2 separate regions of the Mus musculus genome follow, and region 2 is linked to region 1. The links are chromatin contacts, called in public promoter capture Hi-C maps. All regions are on one chromosome and are shown on one strand. Each heading gives the region's core, a stretch centred on a gene start, on an enhancer-like site or on the middle of the called end of the contact. The rest is flanking DNA. Distances are from core to core; before and after follow the strand shown.

Region 1 (3,646 bases), core at 48-2,547:
TAACCTGAAGCGGTCTTCCACATAACAATCTTTTGGCATGCTTTAAAGAAAAATTCCAGTCACAAGTCCCCAGAAAATACTTAATCAACACTGTGACTTAAGAGGGGTCTCAAGATTGCACAGTATCCTCCAAAGAGTGATTTCTTGATGTGCACAGATGGCGTACAGTTTTTTAGGGTGAAAAAAGGACTTAGAAGCAAATGACTGATAGAGGCTGCAGACTGTTCATGTACTTACATCCCACAGCCCATTTGTAATCCAAGCTAGTCAACTCTCCAAAATAATTTGTCTGAGAGAGGAGAGAGAGAGAGAGAGAGAGAGAGAGAGAGAGAAACCTGTGATTTTAAAACTAGCTGAATGCAAAAGAAACTGATTACGAAGCAAGATCTCATTAATGGCAATGCACAGTGAATGGCAGGACATGTGACACTTGGTTAAGAAAGTATCTGATTTTAAGTTAGAACTGAAGTTAAGTCATACTTTAGCTGAACACCGTTTAAAATCAGAATCAGACAAGGCCATCTGCATTTTTGAACTCTACTTCTGGAAATAAAAAATTACTACTCACAAAATGCCTGATATATAGGGCATCCGAAATGCTACTCAACTGATACTTTTTTTCAAACCTCACCCAAAATGACTAGACCTGAACAGTATTTCTATGTAGCACTTGAAGAACTTCCCGTAGAACCTAAAAAAATCTTAACGAAATGCATCTATATCTGGTGACAGCACTTCCATCTCTCACTTCAATGACAATGCTAACAATTTTCCTGGGACTTCCTAGAAACGGAGGCACAGGCATGCTCCAAACCCTCAAACCGAGACCTGCCAAGGGAGCATAGAAACAGTTTCAGGCAGGAGAGAGCAATCCCTGCCGAGGCAGGTTGCCATGGAAGTTGTAACCCACACGTGCTTGCGACTCATCAAAGAAAATGAAAAGAGCCAACGACTGTGAAGCCTGTCATAAGAGAAAGAAACCGCTCAAGCCAAAATACCTTCAGCAAGTGACCCCATCAGGAAGCCCCGTCCCACACCCCTAGGGTCTCCGCCCAGAATGATTAAGGTTGGCGGTCAAACAGACCTAAGGGGCGGTCTAGGAGCGCGCCACCTTCTTAAGGATAAAAAGCAGAGACCTTCCGCTCCCCCTCGATCATACCGCGACCCCCACATTCCCAACCACGTGCCCTAAGCATGGGATCCTCCCTCACCGCTTGCCTCCAGTTTACAGTCCTCTTCGTGCATGGGCGCCATGGTCCGATAGTCTCTCTATTCCGCGCCAACCAGCCTGAAACTGGCGCGGAGGCCAAGATAGGCGCCAGTACGAAAGCCAATCAGCGGCCTGGAAGACTGCGGACTTCCGCCCGGAAGGCCACTGACGTGCGGCGCTGAGCCGCGCCCCGCCCCCGGCCTTCCCGCGGGAGTGCATTTGGCGCCCTGTGATGACCCCTGAGCGAAAAGCGGGAACCTCGGCGAGGACCGGGGAGACCTGGAGAAGGAGGCGGTCGGGAGCTGAAAAGAAACCTCCTAAAGGCACTGCGCAAGCGCATGCACGCTATTTTAACAATCCGTAGGACGCATGGGAAAAGGGGTTCTCTGGTCACGAGAGATATTTTCTGGGAAAAGAAGTGCGGGCGGGTATAAATTGTCTCTCAATTGCTGCCCTCCATCTCTGCCCCCGGCCCCAAAAGAGTGACTTCTTCGACAAATACAATCTGATTCTTGCCCTGTACCTTGTCTCTCTGAGTGTTATCCACCAAAACGTATTTCCCTCAAGCACATAGCTGAAGTGACAGCCTCCAAATGTAACAATCTTACTTCATGACTCACTCCTGATGTGATACAATTGAAAAAGTAACAAAATAACTTGTGTGTTTTGGATTTGTTTTATTTGCTTAGTTCTTTTAAGACAGTTGTTGACAAAAAATAACACTCACCTCAAAGCGGGTGAGGGAGGTTAATCAGTAAACTTTACTCTTGGGAGGCTGAGACAAGAGGGTGGTAACTTTGAGCCCAAAATGAACTTCTAAGTTTGAAGCCAAAGAAGTTCATGCCTCAAAAAGAATGAGAGTTGGATAGACAGAAAGAGAAGCAAAGAAAAAAAAAAGAGGGAAAGTTTAATGAACAAACATCAAAAGGAAATGGTAAATGAATGTTGTCTTAGGCTTTTACTGCTGTGAACAGACACCATGACCAAGGCAAGTCTTACAAAGGACAATATTTAATTGGGGCTGCCTTGCAGGTTCAGAGGTTCAGTCCATTATCATCAAGACAGGAGCATGGCAGCATACAGGCAGGCACAGTACAAGAGGAGCTAAGAGTTCTACATCTTCATCTGAATGTTGTTAACAGAATACTAAGTTCCAAACAGCTAGGAGTAGGGTCTTAAAGCCTCACAGTGACACACCTACTCCAACAAGGCCACACCTCCCTAGGCTAAGCAGATACAAACCGTCACACATGTGTACATACCTAATTGCAAAAAATATATCAAATATTTAGGCCTATAAAACCCATTCCCAAAATGTGTCTTTTGCAAAGATGATTGACTTATAAATGTTTTCTGTTTATAATGCTCTTTTTAATATTGGGAGGATTTAAAGTTCAGGTGGAGTCAGGCTTGGGATTTGAATTATATAACTTTTATATAACTTTGGACTACTTTCAGAGACCTGAGTTTCTTCTTTTATAAGTTGCTTCTACTTATCTAAGGAATTATTGTGAAATTTAGTTGAAATAATATCTGTACAATTCCATTAAGATATCATCATTTGGAGGCAGGCAGATTTCTGAGTTCGAGGCCAGCCTGGTCTATAGAGTGAGTTTCAGGACAGCCAGGACACAGGACACAGAGAAACCCTGTCTTGGAAAAAAAAAAAAAAAGATAACGTCATTTGGACCAGTGAGATGGCTCCAGGGCTATACAGAGAAACCCTGTCTCGGGGGGGGGGGGGGGGGGGGATGAAACATGGGCTTTCATTTGGGTGCATTTACAAAGGAAGAAAGACTGTTTCTGGGCTTTACCAAAAACAAAAAGGGGGACTCAGATATTTAACAAACTTCTAGACCATAAAATATATGTGGTATAAATAGGCAGTATTTAAACAAGGGGTACTTAAGTCATTTTTCTTCTCTTTTTTTCTCCCCCTTCTTGTTTTGTCTCTTCCTACAACACAAATTTTGGATGGTAGTTCTGTAACCATCCTGAGTCATGGGATGACTGGAAAGAAAAGTCACACGCTGAAATTGTGGTACAAAATGGTAAGAATATGGATCTCTAATGTCTACAAAGCCACCATAACACCCTTAACTTGACTAACTGCAGAGTCCTACATGAAAGAAAGTAAATAGCAAACATATTTTAAAAGTACCATTTTTGAGTTTCCTATTATATTTAGCTAAACCTATTTCTATTAAATATACTTTTTTTTTTACTTTTTACCTTCATTTTTACTAATTGAAATTTAATAAAAATAAGTAGTAGACAAGAGATCCAGTCTCCTAATTTATGTAACACTTAAAGTGGAAACTTAGGGTTCTTTGAAAAGTCAGTTGTGTCAGATGGTGTTTTGCTGGGGCAGATCCATGAAGCTGTGTTTTCCTGAAGCAGACAAAGGTGAAACGGTGTTTCACTAAGGCTGACTCA
Region 2 (3,415 bases), core at 119-2,618, 490 kb after region 1:
AAGAGTGGTGAGAACTTTCCCATCACTTTTCTTTCTTTATTCACAGAGTCGTGAAAGCAACGATTGGCGGAGAAGCACCGCACCAGGGTCACCCTAACGGCCACGTCTATCTACCTCTGAGAAAATAAAGTCCTAAGAAAATGTCTCCGGCTCCACTACTGCCACCGCGGCAGATCACCCTGAAGCGGCAGCAAAGCGCCGGGAAAAGGCTCGGAGCCCCGGGGCCATACAGATGAGGTGGCTCCAGCGCCAAGACGGCCGCGATGGCCGCCTGCGGCAGCTCAACTGAAACACAGCGGAAACAGCAGCCAGTCACGGGGCTGTGGGAGGCTGGGCAGGAAGGTGGCGCTGCCGCCAAGCGCCTGGGATCCAAGTGCTCATCATGGCGACGAGGGCAATGGCCGCCATGGGGAGCGAACACGCCCCTGCGCGCACACTCGACGCCGCGCCCGGGCTCCGGTCCCCGTAGCTAGCGCCGCCGCGGCCCGCTCTCACACCCCCCCTCACGGGCTGTAGCGGAATTTTCTCCTCAGACGCCGCCTTCAAAATGGCGGCTCCCCCTCCCGGCAACCCCCTCCGTCGTAGCCTGCAGCAGGCGCCGGCCGGCCGCCATCTTGTCCCCCGTCCCTCTTCCCCCCCCCCTCGCCGATATTTACATAGCGAAAATCGGCCGGGCCGGCCTGCGGCCTTCACCTCATGCCTGCAGCCTTAGCCTCCTCGCCAGGCCTCGCCCCCGCACGGTGCCCCGGGTCGGCCACGTCGCCCACCCGGGACCCCTCAGCCGCCTCCCCAACCGCCGGGCGGCACTGCCCCGGTCCCCGCCCGTTTCCAGAACGCGCCTCGACCGCCGTTCTGAGCGCCCGGGCGCCACCCCGGGCCTAACTGCGGCCTCCTCGGGGCCTGCTCGGCGTCGCGCGCCACGCCGCCCGGCCTAGCGCGGGAGGGCGCCTTGCGGGCCGCCGAGCAGGCCGAGAGCAGGCCGCCGCGCGCGCACCAGGCCCTACGGCCGCAGTGGCGCCCCGGACTCACCGGACGGTCGTGCGGCGGTCGGCGACGGTGGCGGGTGCTGCAGGCCGGCCTTTCTCTGGAGCACTGGGCCGGGCTCCGGCTGGTGGGGCGGGCGGAGGGAGGGAGGAGGGGCCGAGCTCGGAGCTGACAAAAAGCGGCCCAGCTCCCCGGCACGGGCCCGCCGTCAGCACGTCACGTCACCGCCGGGGAGAGAGACCCAGGAAAATGCGGAAGGGTAGCTGGGCCCCCTCCTCCGCCCGGTGGGTCCCGCTGACGCCCCGGGTTGGCGCCCTTCACGCCCCGCAACCGGGGAGCCCAGTGGCCTCGCTGCGGCGGGGTCTCCGGCGGCCCGAGTTTCCGTGACAGCGCCCCCCTTCTTTCCACCTCCGCGCTCCCGCCCGCCACCGCCGCCACACACGCGCCGCCGCCGCCGCCTCGGCTGTAAAATCCGCACGAGGCCGTGGCCCACCGACACCGTCGAGAGGCGGGAGGCCCGGGCCACCCCCCACCATGTTTGTGGGCCGCGGCCACCCCCCGGGGGCCTTCGGGGACACCTACCGCCTCTCCGCGAGGGTCCCGGCCTGAGGCGGTGGCTCGAGTTGTTTGCAGGCCCGCAGACCCCCCTCCCGCCGTAAATGTGTGTGTGTGCGGTGTGTGTGTGTTTTCATCCCCGGTGCCTGGGGATGAAGATAAATTTAGCAACCCTCGCCGTCCCCTGCCTTCCCTTTAAAAAAAAAAAAAAAAAAAAAAACAACTTTGAAACAAAATGAAAATGGCCTTGCCAATTTGAATGGTGCAGGCAGAGTGTTGGGGGGGTACCTAGAATAACAACCAAACCCGGTAATTTTTTTTTTAATAAATAAGCTTTCTGTCGGGAAGCCAAATTGGTCTCTTTTTATGGGGGGGGGGGTTAGGTACATTTTGAAGCCTTTAGCACACTGCAGAGAATAGAGATTTTTAGTGCTATAGAAACTACACGTGTGTTACACTGGAAGTCTATGGATCATAACTTTTATGTATGTAATAATGCTATAACACTCTACAATTATCGAGATTTTTTTAAATAAAATTCTTAAGTCTCTTAAACTTTAAGAAGATAAAGAAGTGAAAGTATCTGATTCAACAAAATATTTATAAACTTAAAAATAGGAGTTTTGTGTTTTTCTCAATCCAGATCACTATGTGGCATTTTTTTTTTGCCAGACAGGGTTTCTCTGAGTAGTCCTAGCTGTCCTGAAACTTAACTTTGTAGACAAGGCTGAACTCAAGAGATCTACCCGCCTCTGCCTCCCAAGCGCTAAGATTAAAGGCATGGGCCACTACCACCGAAAAACATTAAACTATATAGTTTGTACATTACTGTAGACTCTAACATGATAGAACTTTTTGTGGTGTACTGGGGGACATAAGACAGTGGATATTTCGGGATATAGCCAATTTCTTGCCTCGGCCTCCCAAGTGCTGGGATCACAGACGTGTGCTCAGACACCCAGCTTGACATATTGGTAGACAGTGTTGATAGCTGTTTTCCCATAGTTAAGACATCTTTAAAGAACAAAAAGGATAAAGCAAATTGCAAACTGGGGTGAGGTGTCTTTAAACATATTCTAAGAATGTAAATTGTTTCATCAGCTTACAATCATAAAATTGTTTTTAAAAGGGAGACAGGCATGATAACTCAAACCTGTAATGTCCACAATCCAAAAAGGATTTTGGCAAGTTTCAGGCCAGACTGTGGTATATTCAGTGAGATTCTGTCACACACACACACACACCTAAGGGCCTCTACTTAATGTGAGCGCGCGTGCGTGTGTGGTGTGGTGTGGTGTGTATGTGTGTGTGTGTGCTCTCTTAGGTAGAACCTATACTAAGAACAGAAATTAGCATGGACAATGGGAGAAGATGGCATAAATCTGTAAAGTGTTCCTTCATTTTCCGCTCAGATCTACTAGAAATCTAGTAGATCTAGCTAGTAATCAGTCATTTTCTTATGGGGTTTTAGCTTCCTGCCATCAAAAAAAAAAAGTCGCTGGGCAATGGTGGCGCATGCCTTTAATCCCAGCACTTGGGAGGCAGAGGCAGGTCGATTTCTGAGTTTGAGACCAGCCTGGTCTACAAAGGGAGTTCCAGGACAGCCAGGGCTACACAGAGAAACCCTGGCTGGAAAAACAAACAAACAAACAAACAAATGTCTTTCAAATATAAATGACATCTTCATCATTTATAGGAAATTCGGGCTATGATACAGGCTGTATCGACATAAAATAAAATTAAGCAAGAGTACTTTAAGTTGGGAAATGAGAAAAGATCAGGGGTGGCACATGCCTTTAATCTCAGCAGCCAGGAGTCTGAAGCACGGAAATGAAGATGGCAGGCCAGCCTGAACTGCACAGGAAGGCCATCTCAA

The links. Capture Hi-C pulls out chosen DNA fragments and counts their contacts.
Region 2: a promoter capture Hi-C map of adipose tissue shows a contact between it and region 1. The contact joins the promoter of Zfx here to the promoter of Pola1 in region 1. A contact is called at or near these places in 1 of 39 promoter capture datasets (pre-B cells) and 1 of 9 other capture datasets (adipose tissue).

Annotation. Positions count from the first base shown.
Region 1 is chrX:93,630,858-93,634,503 of GRCm38.p6, forward strand. Pola1 (polymerase (DNA directed), alpha 1) reads right to left here and starts at 1,298. Exons shown (of 37, transcript NM_008892.2): 1 at 1,212-1,298. The coding sequence starts at 1,254.
Region 2 is chrX:94,122,039-94,125,453 of GRCm38.p6, forward strand. It overlaps Zfx (zinc finger protein X-linked), which reads right to left and starts at 1,369. Exons shown (of 9, transcript NM_001044386.1): 1 at 1,030-1,369. Gm46691 (a long non-coding RNA gene) reads right to left here. Exons shown (of 2, transcript XR_001782847.1): 2 at 3,211-3,415.